3 separate regions of the Mus musculus genome follow, and regions 2 and 3 are each linked to region 1. Evidence: chromatin contacts called from public HiChIP or PLAC-seq and Micro-C data. All regions are on one chromosome and are shown on one strand. The core of a region is the stretch at or near the end of the contact, and the rest is flanking DNA. Distances in the headings are between cores, read along the strand shown. Region 1 overlaps Hs3st3a1 (heparan sulfate (glucosamine) 3-O-sulfotransferase 3A1). Region 2 has its middle 92 kb from the start of Gm30305. Region 3 overlaps Gm30305 (a long non-coding RNA gene).

Region 1 (4,261 bases), core at 21-2,520:
GCCCAAATGATGCTGTATCTATGTTTTTCTAACATATTTCCTTTCTATAAATACAGTGACCTAGCCATCTGTACCTGTGTCTCTGTGGATGATGGGGAAATAAACAAGGAAGATATAAAGTGATATAGTTCACACAGTTGTATTCTCAAGAAGGAAACAAGCTCGGTTAACTAAGATGTAATGATGTAAGGACGAGCCCTGCACTCTGGGCATTCCCATATAGGGGTTGGGCTTAAGAACAAAAAACATGAAGAATGAGAGGGGGGACACACAGATAACAAACCAAACAGGCACAGGGAATCATTGTAAGAGCAATCCATGAGAGACGGTGTCAATCAAATGTCTAACTCTGCAAAGACAGAAGTAAAGATGCTGAGCCATCAGAAGACATGATCACTGGCATGCCAAAAGCACATTTCCAGGATCTGTGTCCGTCCCCAAAAGATGAGGTTCATTGTTATTGGAATGCCCTGTCTTCACCATGATCATTTGAGACACCACATATGTATGCATGCACATATGGAAGCCAAAGGTTCATGTTGGGTGTCTTCCTCCACCACTTTGCTTTCTACCTTATGCTTTAAGATAAAGTCTCTCACTGAACCTGAAGCTCCTGTATTTGTCTAGACTGTCTGCCAGCAAGCACAAGAATGCCTCTTTCTCCCCATACAAGGTGCTGGAGTTACTGGAGTACACCACCATTCCTGGCTTTTACATGAATGAGGAGATCTGGTCACAGGTCCTCATGCTTGACCCAGCAAACACTTCACCCACTGAGCTGTCTCTCCAGCGCTGAGGAGGATGGGAAAAAAATCCCTAAGCCACAAACATGTTTTCCTTCAAACTATTCACTGACGCCCGTGCATTCTTTGGGTTAAGATGTGTAATACCAACTTCCTGTTTCTTCTTTGAGGCAGACTGTTTGCTCTCTAGTTCCCTGTGAGAGTTAGTTTTGATTTTTTTCTTTTGTTGTTTTTGTTGTTTTGTTCTGATTTTTTGCTTATTTTTCTCCATATCTTTTGATCAAATATTTTCTTTTAGAATCAGGAGACTTGTGGGGCATTTTCATTATTCCTGATGTCCAGTACATCTTTTAAATTGCTGCTTGAACTCTAGAGAAAATAAATCGGATATTTTGTCACTCATTTTATGCTTTAATTGTGCATCACAGAAGGACACAAAAGAATGACATTCTCACTCTGTCTCCTCCAACTGAGCCTGTCCTTTGAAAGACACAGCCTTACGTCTGATCAGGTTTCTCCCTCCTGACCTCTAAGGCCACCAGAGGTGAATCTATAGTTGCCTATATTTAGCCCTAAAAGAGATTCTTCTTTGCCCTACCCCCCACCTTGACTTCTTGTGACATCTGTCCAGGGTTGAAGAGAAGAGAAATATTACTTTCTTTTCTATGATTTCCTTTGTCAAGCTGAAAGTCAGATAAATATCCCGTGGGGAGGAAGTAGGGAGTGGGTGCAGGAAATAGTATGCCAAGAAGGAAGTTAGAGCAGAGTGGAGAGGTTGGCTGCCCTTTATGTGACCTCCAGGAAGGGTCTGAGGTCAGCCCCTTGGACCTCGTGGACCCTGAGATTGTCATCTGCAGGTCTGAGTGCCACTGACTTGCCCTGGCCCTTCTGTCTTCACTGAGTGGTCTCAGATCTGACCTGGTCACTGCACTGCAGCCTGCTGTCCCTTGGGCCCTGGTATGTGAGCCTCTGGCTGCTTCTCACCATCTCTCGTAGGAGAGGCATTCCATTCTTGGCTCCTAGATTGATTGCAGTTCTTCTGCACAGCCTTCTCTGAATGCTAACTGAGAGAGATCTTTGACCTGTGGACAATGACAGTCTGCTTCATGACAGACAGTACATTTTCTTTGTTGATAACCGTTGGTTCAGTTTTTATCCTGGGATCTCAGAGAAGAGCAGACACACAAACTATAAAATTTAAATCTCTACACTGAGCTGGGAGGCATCGCCAATTCTCACTGTTTTCATATTTGGGGTTGGGTCAAGCTATGGATTGGAAGTGTTTATCCCTAGGTATTCACAACTGGCTGCTTGATCCCCAGTATAGTGGCTTCTTTAGGAGGTGGGACCCAGTGAGTGGTTAAGAAGTCCCAACTTCACAACTGCATCAGTGTTGACCCAAGGGAGTCTTCCAGGGGTGAGAGCTCTTCCTAGAGGAGCTGTTGTAAAGCCAGATGACCAGCATGGTTGGCTCCTTCTGCACATGGCAATTTTCTCTACCACGTTGTGAAACAACCTAGAACACCCTTACCAGGATGCCAGCCTTACTAATTGGACCTGGAGCCACCAGAACCATGCTTTCTTTATAAACGCTTTCTTTATAACCCCAGGCTCTACTTATTTTGTGATACCAACAAAAACTAGGCTAAGACAGTCATTTCTTTAAGATATAAATAAATTTGAAACAATGGACTCTTTCCAGCACAGGGTACAGATAAATTCAGAGAAGTAGGTAGGGGGACCTCACATCTTTGATCTATGGTCTCCCATCAAGAAGTCACACATAGCATCTGTCACCATTCTAGGGACAGGGGACCCTATGCCAGGGATTCCTCGATCCTGGCCACAGATGCCAGCCCCATGTTCATTCTGCATCTTCCCTCTGTACCCCATGAACCAAGACTGTGTGTGTGTCAGAAACAGTGTGTCAGGAACAGAGAACAGATGGTCTGTGTCTGTCCTTACCTTCTATCCCTCACCTTTGTGCTTGTAAATGGATTCTCCCCTGCCCCACTGGGGTTTAAAGATTCAGAACAGGGGCCTGCTGGATTCCCAAAATGATGCTCTAAAGAAAGATGAGGGAGGGCATGAAACATGAGGAAGAGAAAGCAAGGATGCTCCAGGGACACAGAGTTGATTCTGCCTAATTATACTTTTTAAATCGCTCTAATTGTTCTGTTTAATTATTGATGTGGAAAGTGTTTCCTTGTAGAGGGGGAGTTGAGTAATCAGTAGCCCTGAGGACCCGCAGCCAGACATCACCTGCTCTGGGCCTGGTAATTAAGGCATTACCAGTCACCACTCAAGTGGTCCAGGCCCCTGGGAGGCAGCTCCCTCCCCCAAGAGCAGGAGGATGGTTCCACCACAAGGCACACACAGGGACTTTGGAAATGCCCTGAAGTTTCTTTCCTGAGAACAGAGAGGGAGAAAGATGCTTTGGTTTACTCCTAATCTGCTCACTGATCTTCTTTCTTTTACTAAAACATCTTTACAGACCACCTCCAGTCCCTCCAGTCCCTCCAGTCCACCCCTTGCTCCCCTTCATTATCTGTAACTGTGTGGATTTCAAGTAACAAAATTCAACTATTTCGTGGCAATAAACACTGTTTTTAGTGTCTAAGAGGAGCTCAAGGACCTAGTCAGGCTTTAAAGGGTTTTCTTGTTTTCTTATCCAGTACCTATGCCCCTTGGTGACCAGGGAAGAAGCAGTGCATAGGGGTAGTTAGAAAAATGGACACTGACACATGCTATTGGTAACAGAGTAGAGGTGGGGAAGGTTGAGTTGGCCGCTAGGATTTGATGCGAAGTTCAGTTCAGTGTGGATCAGATCCTCCAAAGCAAGGAGCTTGAGTCCCAGCATGAGGCCTCTGTTTCCACACGTGCAAAACAACAGTGCAACCAAGTCCTTTCATCATCGAACATTCTAAACCTATGGGCCACAAAACCAGTGAGGTAAATCTAGTGATGAACCCTCCAGCTCATCCTTTGAGAGAGGAGTTGCTATATTCCTGGATGAAATACGGTCAGCTGACAGGCACCTGCCATTGGAGCCCTTGGGGTCACCTCAGCATATGCTTAACTCCAGATGGGAGTCCATCAGTGACAGAATAAGGTAGCTGCATCCAAGATTAGCACAGTGCCAGATATTTGTGATGAGGCATCTGTATTAGAAAGCATAGCACATGGGGCTGACAGGAACTGTCTGATTGGCAGTCTGAGCAGTCGTTCTTACCGTCCTTCTCCTTTACAGACACCTCTCTCTGAGTCACATTTTGCACTTGCAGAATTTGTTGCTCAGAAAAACCAAATAGTAACAGACAATGAGCTGAGAGGTGGGGCTGAATCTAACTACCGAGCAAGCAGAAATCGGGAACATGATGGGAGTAGTCTTGGAGTTTGGCTTTGATGGATAGGTAAGCGTATGAGGGTAGAAAAAAGAAAACAGATGTTTCAGGGACAAAGCCATACACTGAAGAATGGAAATGCGAAGAACAGGATATGTGTCATGGTATAGGGTT
Region 2 (4,025 bases), core at 64-2,563, 130 kb before region 1:
ATATGTTTCGTGCCAGACATATCTGTTTGCGGTTGATCAATATTATTGAACTGAAATGATTTATTTCCCCTTTGATGTATTTCCACCAGGACCATGTTTTTAATACTGTCTAATGCAATGTTGTCATTTTGATCTCATTGGTACTTACATTAACCTAATATATATGTGGGTAGTATGTATAAGGACATTTAGTACAGACCAGGGTCATACATATAATATACACATATATACATACATAGTGTTCATGTATGTATAGCATCACTTTGCACTGTGTGAGTTACATATATACTAGGTAAATATGGATATGTCTATGTATACACATATACACACATATATTTTTGTGTGGGACTATGTTGTGATATTTCCCTTACTTTTGTTGTCAAATAGCTGAAATTCTTAATTTCTGATGCTTGCCATTTTTAAAATGTTTTGAGTGAGTTTTAGATTAGTAGGAGATTTTTAAACAGACAGCAGTCTGCACCAAACTTCCCCTAGAATTGCATGACCATGACTGACACAGTATTTGACTGTCCTCTCTTCCCATTTCGTGCTACTGTTTCTGGGTCCAGATTACATTAATACATTTTGTTGCTTGTCATTTCTCCTTGGGCTCCTTCAAGCTGTTATAGTTCCTTAATCTTCTGTGTCTCATCTCACCTCCTTCTCCATTTTGATGACTGATTCTCTCGAAGAACACTGTTCAGATGGTAGAATGTGGTCTTTTCTGGAGTTTCATAAGCAGAGAAAAATTCTAAAATGTATACATGTCTGGGTAGATCCCAGGAAGACAGTGTTTTTATGTGTATATGTGGAGAAAGTTTAGTTCAGATCAGAACCATCATAATCCATGTGTTTATGGCTCTTGGCCTCCCAAGAGGCCCTGTTAAAACGTGGTGAACACCCTAAGGCTGTCCCTGTGGGTCTTTGGGTCACTGGATCATGTCCTTGGCCCCTACCTCTCATAACTCTTTTGTCCCTAACCATGAAATGTGTGGCTTTCATCTGCCACATTTTGATGCTCTCTGAGTGTAACTACTACACAGCCTGAAGATGACAGGACCAATCAATCAATCATAGACAGTGACCTTCAAAATTGTGATCAAAAGAACTTTTTTTTCTCTTTCTAAGACAAAAAAAAAAAACTCCCTGATTGAACTCTCACCAGCACAGAGATCAGGACTAAGCCTAAGAAAGAAGTGTATTTAATCTTTAATCATAACAGAATTTCCAGAGGATTCACTATTGTTCCAGTTCCTCTAAAAACCCAGATGTAAGCCAGGAAGGCACTGCTGACATCAACAGCACTGAAACTCCACAAACTGAAGCTGATAGACTTAGCTAAAATTAGGGTGTTGGTGAATGAGACGTCACGTACGTCAGACAGAGTTGGTTAAGTGGTTCTTGAGCCGAAGCCTTTGTGGAAAGCTGACTGGCATTTTGGTTTCACTACAACAGCTGATTCAACATCAATACAACCTCTGTTAGAAATGGGTGGGAAGGTATGTAGCTTCCACTCACAGCCAGACAGTGTGGCGACAAGGAGAATCTGGGACTGGCCAGTGCTGGCCCTGTGTGTAAGCCGGAACTTGTACATAGATGCTGGGGCACTGCCAACCCTGAGTGCCTGAATTCCAAGAGTGCTGCTGAACAATGCCCCGAACCCAGGAAGTCAGGAAGAGGAGTCTGAGCTTGGAGAGAAGTGATCTGGCAGAGGTTCTAAAGACTGCAGAGGACTGCTTGGCTTCGACACTTATGTTTCTCTTTGAATGTATTTCTGGAAAATAAAGTCTTTGGGTTGGGAGTTTCATCTGCAGAATCATGTGCTAATGGTACTTGGAAATTAGGCCTTTAGTTGGTATGTGGGATTGGATGAGACTCTGTTGTTAGGGTTCCACAGCAACACAGCCACATCATGAGAATAAGAAAATGAGCTGAGCTCGGACTCTTTGTCTTTCGACATTATCCTCTGCTAGGTAGGAAACCATCGCCAGATGCCAGTGAGAGGAGAACGTTTCTCAGCCTCCAGAACCATGTACTAAATAACTTTCTGTGCTTTATAAATTTCCCAGACTGTGGTATTCAGTTGTAGCATCAGAACATGGTTGTCAGAGTGACCACCCTGTCTTTGCTCTTCAGCAGGTGTGAATGAAATATATTAGCAGGATAAGTTAAGAATGTCTCATGCAAACTAGTTGCTAACTTATGGTTTATTAAAAGTAGTATGTGAATACACTTCTAAATGACGAGATGTTATGTTAAGATGTAGTGAACACAACCATCTTCATTCCAAACACTTCGTTTGAAACTCTACTTTCTTGAAATTACTTGATAAAAAGTACATTGTGTAACATACCCTCTCTTCATGAATATCCTTGTACATGGGGAGTGAAGATGGGATTTTAGTTTGATGGTGGGAGGGGATTGAGGAAATGTGTAACACAGAGTCAAGCATGAGTCTATATTGTGTTTCTTTCAGCGGTTAAATGGACTTCATATTACCCTCTCCCTAAGGACTGCTCATATGGAAGTGTCAAGAGATGTCAGTTGGCCCCCGCCCCAACTGACAGTCATAATAGTAAACACAGGCAGCTCCATAGATCGGGAATCACTCTGACACAACTGACGAGTTTATCAACACATCAGCACAACTCTGTCAAGCCTTCCTAATTTACACAACAGGTGCGCAGTGGCTTATGGGTGAAATGCTTCCTTGTCAGGGCTCATAGCAGCCCCAGGATGACCTATGATTAGAAACAGTCATTGAGGTCCTGTTTTTAGCAAACGTAAGTTACCTGCTCTGAATTTAAATACAGGCATCCAGCTAACAATGAAGACCACTCACTTTTCCAAGACATGGATCTTCTGAAAGAGCTGGAGAACATCAAGAAAATGGATACAAAATTGGCAGAAATGAGAAAGCAGCCACTCCCAGTGGACACTGATTGCACGACCTCTTTTTTTTTTTTTGGTTTTTATTTTGAGACAAAGTTTTTCTGTTTCCCTGGCTGTCCTGGAATTTACTTTGTAGACCAGGCTGGCCTCAAACTCAGAAATCCGAATGCCTCTGCCTCCCAAGTGCAGGGATTAAAGGCGTGCGCCACCACCACCCAGTTTGCACAATCTGTTTTCTTGTCTATAAAATGAAGGTTCCACTATGCATCCATTGATCCATTCTTCCCCTTCAGGGGAGAAGGTTCTGGAAATTGAGAATATTGTCATCTGAATATTTTTATGACTCCCTGACAAACTGACACATTCTCATTTCTTTAAAAGTGTTAAGACTCAATCTCTGGTGCAGATTAGTGTGTGTGTGGCTACATGGATGACCCCCTATTATCAGCCTCTTTGCTTTCCTGCTGCCAGGATCATAGTCAGCAGCATTGCTTTGAAGACATACTTAGGAAATGTCCAAGAAGCCCTGCAATTAGTTAACATCATTATAAAGGGCTCTGCTTCTCTGTAGTGCCTTCCTTATTCACTCCTTAGTACTAAAACTCACATTGGGAAATATAGAAGTCTGCACAGTGCTGGCTTCTCAGGGACATACTTCCATGTCTAGGGTATAATCTGAGAGCTAAAACCGTCTCCAAAAAAATCCAAATAGACTAGACCTGAAGAAAGAGCAGGAAAGTTTTAGTACCAGGAAGCTGGGGTCAAGAGCAAAACAGAAGCTGAGGAATAGAAAATGAGTCCAATCACCAGAGAGGACACTGCATCCACTGCCATTTTACCAGGTCCGTGGCAATGTGGGAAGTGTTTCTCAAAAAGACTCCGAAGTCTGTTCTTATGCCCAATTGAGAGACAGGGAAACTCTGACCACAGACACAGAGCCAGTAAGTGTAATAACAGAAACTCACACTCAAACTCAGATGCCAGACCACAGACCACACAGCACCATTCCTCTTGTCTCCTTGCAGATGAAACCAGAAAATGTGGACCGAGCTGGAAGTGGCCAGGAGAAAGGAACAGAGTAGGGCACCCACCCTATTTGAGTTACAGTCTACACTCCTCACTTTCACTGACTT
Region 3 (4,211 bases), core at 1,685-4,184, 160 kb before region 1:
AAACCCAAGATTCATGGAAGAGGTTTGAGGGGCACATGCCTGCTATGGAGAAAACCATGCTTTGCTACTGGGCCCCAGGAGATAAAAGCTCTGCATAGATGATTAATCCCCAAGTGACCAGCCCGAAGACAGCAGGAGACAAAGATTTCATTCCATAATTACTGCCTGTTAAGATGTCTCCAAACCCAGGCAGTAAGAGACACAGAACGAGAAGTGCTCTGTGATTTCCCCCATTGAAAGCAAGCTCTCACTGAGACAGGATCCTTTACAGTCTTCCCAGAGGCTCGATAGCCATCTGCTCTGGGCTTTCTGCTCTGTGTCAGGCTGTCTCCAGATCTTATTTTGGTTGTTTCATTGACTAGAGATTATTTTCTCAATTTTCCCCAAAGCTGTTGGAATAATGTAATTATTTTTGCTTTGTAGAGAATGAATTACTTTTTGGTGTCTGGTTTGAGTGCCGACGCGCCTCCCTCCCCCAATCCTGCAGAGGAGGAAAGAGAACAAGTCGCTTTAAAGTCTCGGGTGCCTTGTGCTCAGCAGGAGACTGGGCTTTCAGTGCAAGCCTTCACTTAGCCCCTGACATGGCTCTGTGAGTTCGGTGTTCAGATCCACAGTTTGTACCGATCTGTCAACAGGATGCAGCGAAGATTCGTTCCCTCAGTTTGCAGGCGGGCCGTGGGAAGGTTCATATCGATCGATCGATGTTTGATGGACCCTCAGTTCCTTTTGTTTTGATTGTCCCACACTGATTTCCACCTGTTTGATGGCCCTGCTAAAAAGTGAAAACAGTTGAGCCATTCTGACCAAACTCTGGTACCTTTCTTAGTATACTTCAAGGCACAGAAACCAAGCAGAATAAATTAGATAGCTATACACGTTCTTGTGTTCTGTTTCATTGATCACCCAATTGTTTAAATGAAGAATGAAAATAGTGAAGCTTCTAAACATTGAGAACTGGGCATAATCAGGCACATTATCACAATGAAAGAAACCCTTTCAGAACCACTTGCAGGAATGGATTACATGCCATAGGAAGTAGAACTTTCCTGTAAGCAGATTTTTGTCATAAACAAAATTTCCAGGGCATTCATTTCTGGCAATAGAATGATATTTTTTTAAGTTCTTCAAGCAGCTGGAGAGCTGCTGCTAAGAACACTAGCTACTCTTGCAGGAGACCCAGGTTTATTACTCAGCACTCACGGGACAGCTCACAACCGTCTGTAACTCCAGTTTCATGGGATCCAATGCCCTCTTACAGGCTTCATGGGCACTGTAGGGGTACAGAGGTCAGATATGTGAGCAAAACAGCCATACATGTAAAATAAAAATAAATCCCTTTAAAAATAAAAACCCTTAAGCCCATAGTCCAATCAATTCCGCTTTTCTTTAAAATGCCTTTCTTTCTTACTATATTTAAAATTTAAGAACAGTAAACTTGCATCTTAGTAGCGATGTAATTACTGGCAATATCCAGGAGCTAATGAAAAGAGTGGGTTATATAACTACGAACAGAAAAGAACATTTTGGTAAGTTACATGGAAATATTTTCCTGGAAGAAATAATTTACATTTTAAAAAACGAATAGACTCTGTTTAAATAAATGTAAATGAGATAAAATGCTTATAAAAGTTCCACCTGGTTTGGGGAAACTTAATATGATTATCTTAATATTTATCAATGGACCAGGTATTGAAGGTAAGAAACCCCTCCCCAGTTTGCTTGAATGGAAGTAAACGCCACCATGTAAAAAGCTCTTTTGGTGATATGGTATGATATTCTTCATTCTGGTTGTCAAAACTATAAACAAAAGCTAATAAAAATAAAGTGGATGTTCTTACTTACTGCCTGGGTTAGTTTTTCATTAACCTGACATAAGTAGGAAGAGGTAAGAAATGGCCTCCATCAGACTAGCCCATAGAGAAGACTGTGAGGCTTTTAAGGAAAAAAAAATCCTGATCAATGATTGATGTATGAAGGCCCAGTCCACTGAGAGCAGTGTCACCTCTGGGCAGGTGGCCCTGGGTGTACAAGAACACAGACTGAGTGAACCATGGGGGCAAGCCAGGAAGCAGTGTTCTTTCACAGCCTCTGTTCCATCTGCCTTGACCTCCTTCTCTGACGTCAAATCCTGTTCTTCCCCAGGTGTATCACAGCAACAGAAAGCAAACTTATCTAAAATCTCAGATTAGCCATTTTGGAGAGTTAAGCAGACACACCAAGGAATCTGGTCATAGATTCTCAGAGATGGTAAAGAGTGAGAAAAGAATGAAGACAACTGGGATTTCTTTGCTGCCTGGTCCCAGGACACACATTAGCTGTGTCTGGTCATAAGGGATGTATGTGGATTCAGACAGACCTCAGCTCTGAACATTAGTTCCAGATTAGATACCATTTTCTCATCTTTAAAAGGAATGAGAATCAGGAATCAGGGTCAAATAGAGACTCAGAAGAGAAGTAGGTATATTTCATGAACTAATATCCCTTCAGTAAGTTCCAGAAAACCACCTTCATCACACATCACATTAGTCAAAAATGAGTAAAGGTACATGCAGATTCCAAGAAGACTAGAGATCTTATCTTTTGTTGAGCATCCTAATATACAATTAATATTCTAGGCTAGGATATTTCTCAATGGCATAGCATTTTCCTAACATGTTCAATATCCCGTGTTCAACCCACCAAACCACAGACAGTCAAAAAGAAACACAGTCAACATTCTTCTGTCACGTATGACATTGAGGGTCTTAGAACCCAACAGACAGGCTCAACCATCAAAGAAACATAGGACAGGAGGTAGAAGTTAACACATTGAAGTGCAGGGTTCAGACACTTAGTCATGACATTCTCTCTGAACCAGGCACAAATGAAGGCACCCCCTGGCTCCCTGGCCATGGGTGAGATATGGAATTCACTGTGACAAATTCCTCCTAACCCTTTCACCCAGAGGCACTGTTTCCTGCGACCTTACTTCCCATTTCCTCAGAGTCTGCTGAACAACACACTATTAGACAGTAAGTTTCTTTTCCTAGAAAATAATAGACAGAAATATTCTGTGGAGCCACAGACGGGATCCTGCTATAGATGATGATTTAATCTGCTGCAAAATTTAAATTTTAAATGATACCGTCCAGAACAATACCAATAGAGAGTGAGAAATTTCCCTTGATCCTCTTCTTCACTCACTGTAGTATCAAGTTTCCATATCATTTCATCCTAATTCATGTTACTATGACTCTCATTGCTGGGAGTTTACATACGTGTACTTTTGCATACAAAGCAAATGCTTGCCCCAATGTAAAAAGGAACTCTTGCTATCAAAACCCAGCAAACAACTGCTCAGATTTACTGGGTCTGTTTAGCCTAAGCCTCCTGCTTTGTTTTCTCAACAGCAATTGTCTCCATAAACCGTTAATCCCAAATTGCTCACTCGGCTTTCAAGAATTTCTTTCCTTCTTCTCCTTTAATCAGTGCAACCAAAGGAAACCACAAGTAATGTTGACTCTCAGGTATCAAAAGCCGTCTTCCAGGTCCATGACAGGTTGAATTGAATGTGTTCAACAGAGGATGCAAACTGATGCAGGGGAAGGTCTGGTACCCAGATGGCTTCCCCAGGCTTGTTTGGTCTTTCAATTGAGCCAACATACAACAGTCAAGATGTTTCATATACACATTAAGAGTCCTTCCTGCATTTTCTGATAATTCTGACAGTCCTTGACCCATGTACTTGCATGATATCAAGTAATGAACTGAGTACTGGCCACCATCTTCAGGGCAAACACTGGCTTTATCCAGACTCAGAGGTACAACCTTGACTCTGAGTTGGCTTGGCAGCATTTGCAAGCACATAAACCCTTCTTTCTGGTCACATCCTTATCAAAGAGAGAAAAAGTGAAGGATGAACATAGCAACACGTGTTTCAACAACAACAACAACAACAACAACAATCGGGTGAGCACACAACTCTGTGAAACCCTGGATTCCTGGATAATTGCTTATGACTCTGGCTCACACATGCTATGATCTTCATGGCACTGGAAGGTAGCTGAGTTTCAGACCCCTGTTTATGGCTCACGGTAGAAACCTGGCAGAGGCTCATCCACTAAGAGCAACCACCCTGTTCGTGACCTCCTTCTCTGACCTCCTGCTCCTTCTCCAGCACAGGACTGCTCTGTCCCTCTGTGGTGTTACCATCGGTTGGTGGTAAGCTACAC

What was found. Hi-C and Micro-C count contacts between places; a contact is called where the count stands out from the background. HiChIP or PLAC-seq counts read pairs in DNA pulled down with a chosen protein or histone mark.
Region 2: a p65 HiChIP or PLAC-seq map of bone marrow-derived dendritic cells shows a contact between it and region 1, with 3 times the contacts expected there. The contact joins two enhancer-like sites.
Region 3: a contact with region 1 is called in a Micro-C map of macrophages, with 5 times the contacts expected there. The contact joins two enhancer-like sites. A contact is called at or near these places in 5 of 484 Hi-C or Micro-C datasets (bone marrow-derived dendritic cells, bone marrow-derived macrophages, cortical neurons and 1 more) and 2 of 115 datasets of contacts at active chromatin or transcription factors (bone marrow-derived dendritic cells and fibro-adipogenic progenitors).

What each region holds. Positions count from the first base shown.
Region 1 is chr11:64,493,455-64,497,715 of GRCm38.p6, reverse strand. The region is part of intron 1 of Hs3st3a1 (heparan sulfate (glucosamine) 3-O-sulfotransferase 3A1); the gene reads right to left. Among named protein-coding and RNA genes, the nearest start is that of F930015N05Rik, 59 kb to the right of the region's middle. Within about 2 kb of position 1,270, at least 24 of the 459 cell types and tissues checked have an H3K27ac peak or open chromatin away from gene starts, as enhancers often do. A contact at or near this core is called in bone marrow-derived dendritic cells and macrophages, where this site is marked.
Region 2 is chr11:64,624,894-64,628,918 of GRCm38.p6, reverse strand. No RefSeq gene overlaps it. Among named protein-coding and RNA genes, the nearest start is that of Gm30305, 92 kb to the left of the region's middle. Within about 2 kb of position 1,313, at least 12 of the 459 cell types and tissues checked have an H3K27ac peak or open chromatin away from gene starts, as enhancers often do. A contact at or near this core is called in bone marrow-derived dendritic cells, where this site is marked.
Region 3 is chr11:64,659,429-64,663,639 of GRCm38.p6, reverse strand. It overlaps Gm30305 (a long non-coding RNA gene), which reads left to right. Exons shown (of 4, transcript XR_879925.1): 4 at 424-847. Among named protein-coding and RNA genes, the nearest start is that of Gm30305, 58 kb to the left of the region's middle. Within about 2 kb of position 2,934, at least 3 of the 459 cell types and tissues checked have an H3K27ac peak or open chromatin away from gene starts, as enhancers often do. A contact at or near this core is called in macrophages, where this site is marked.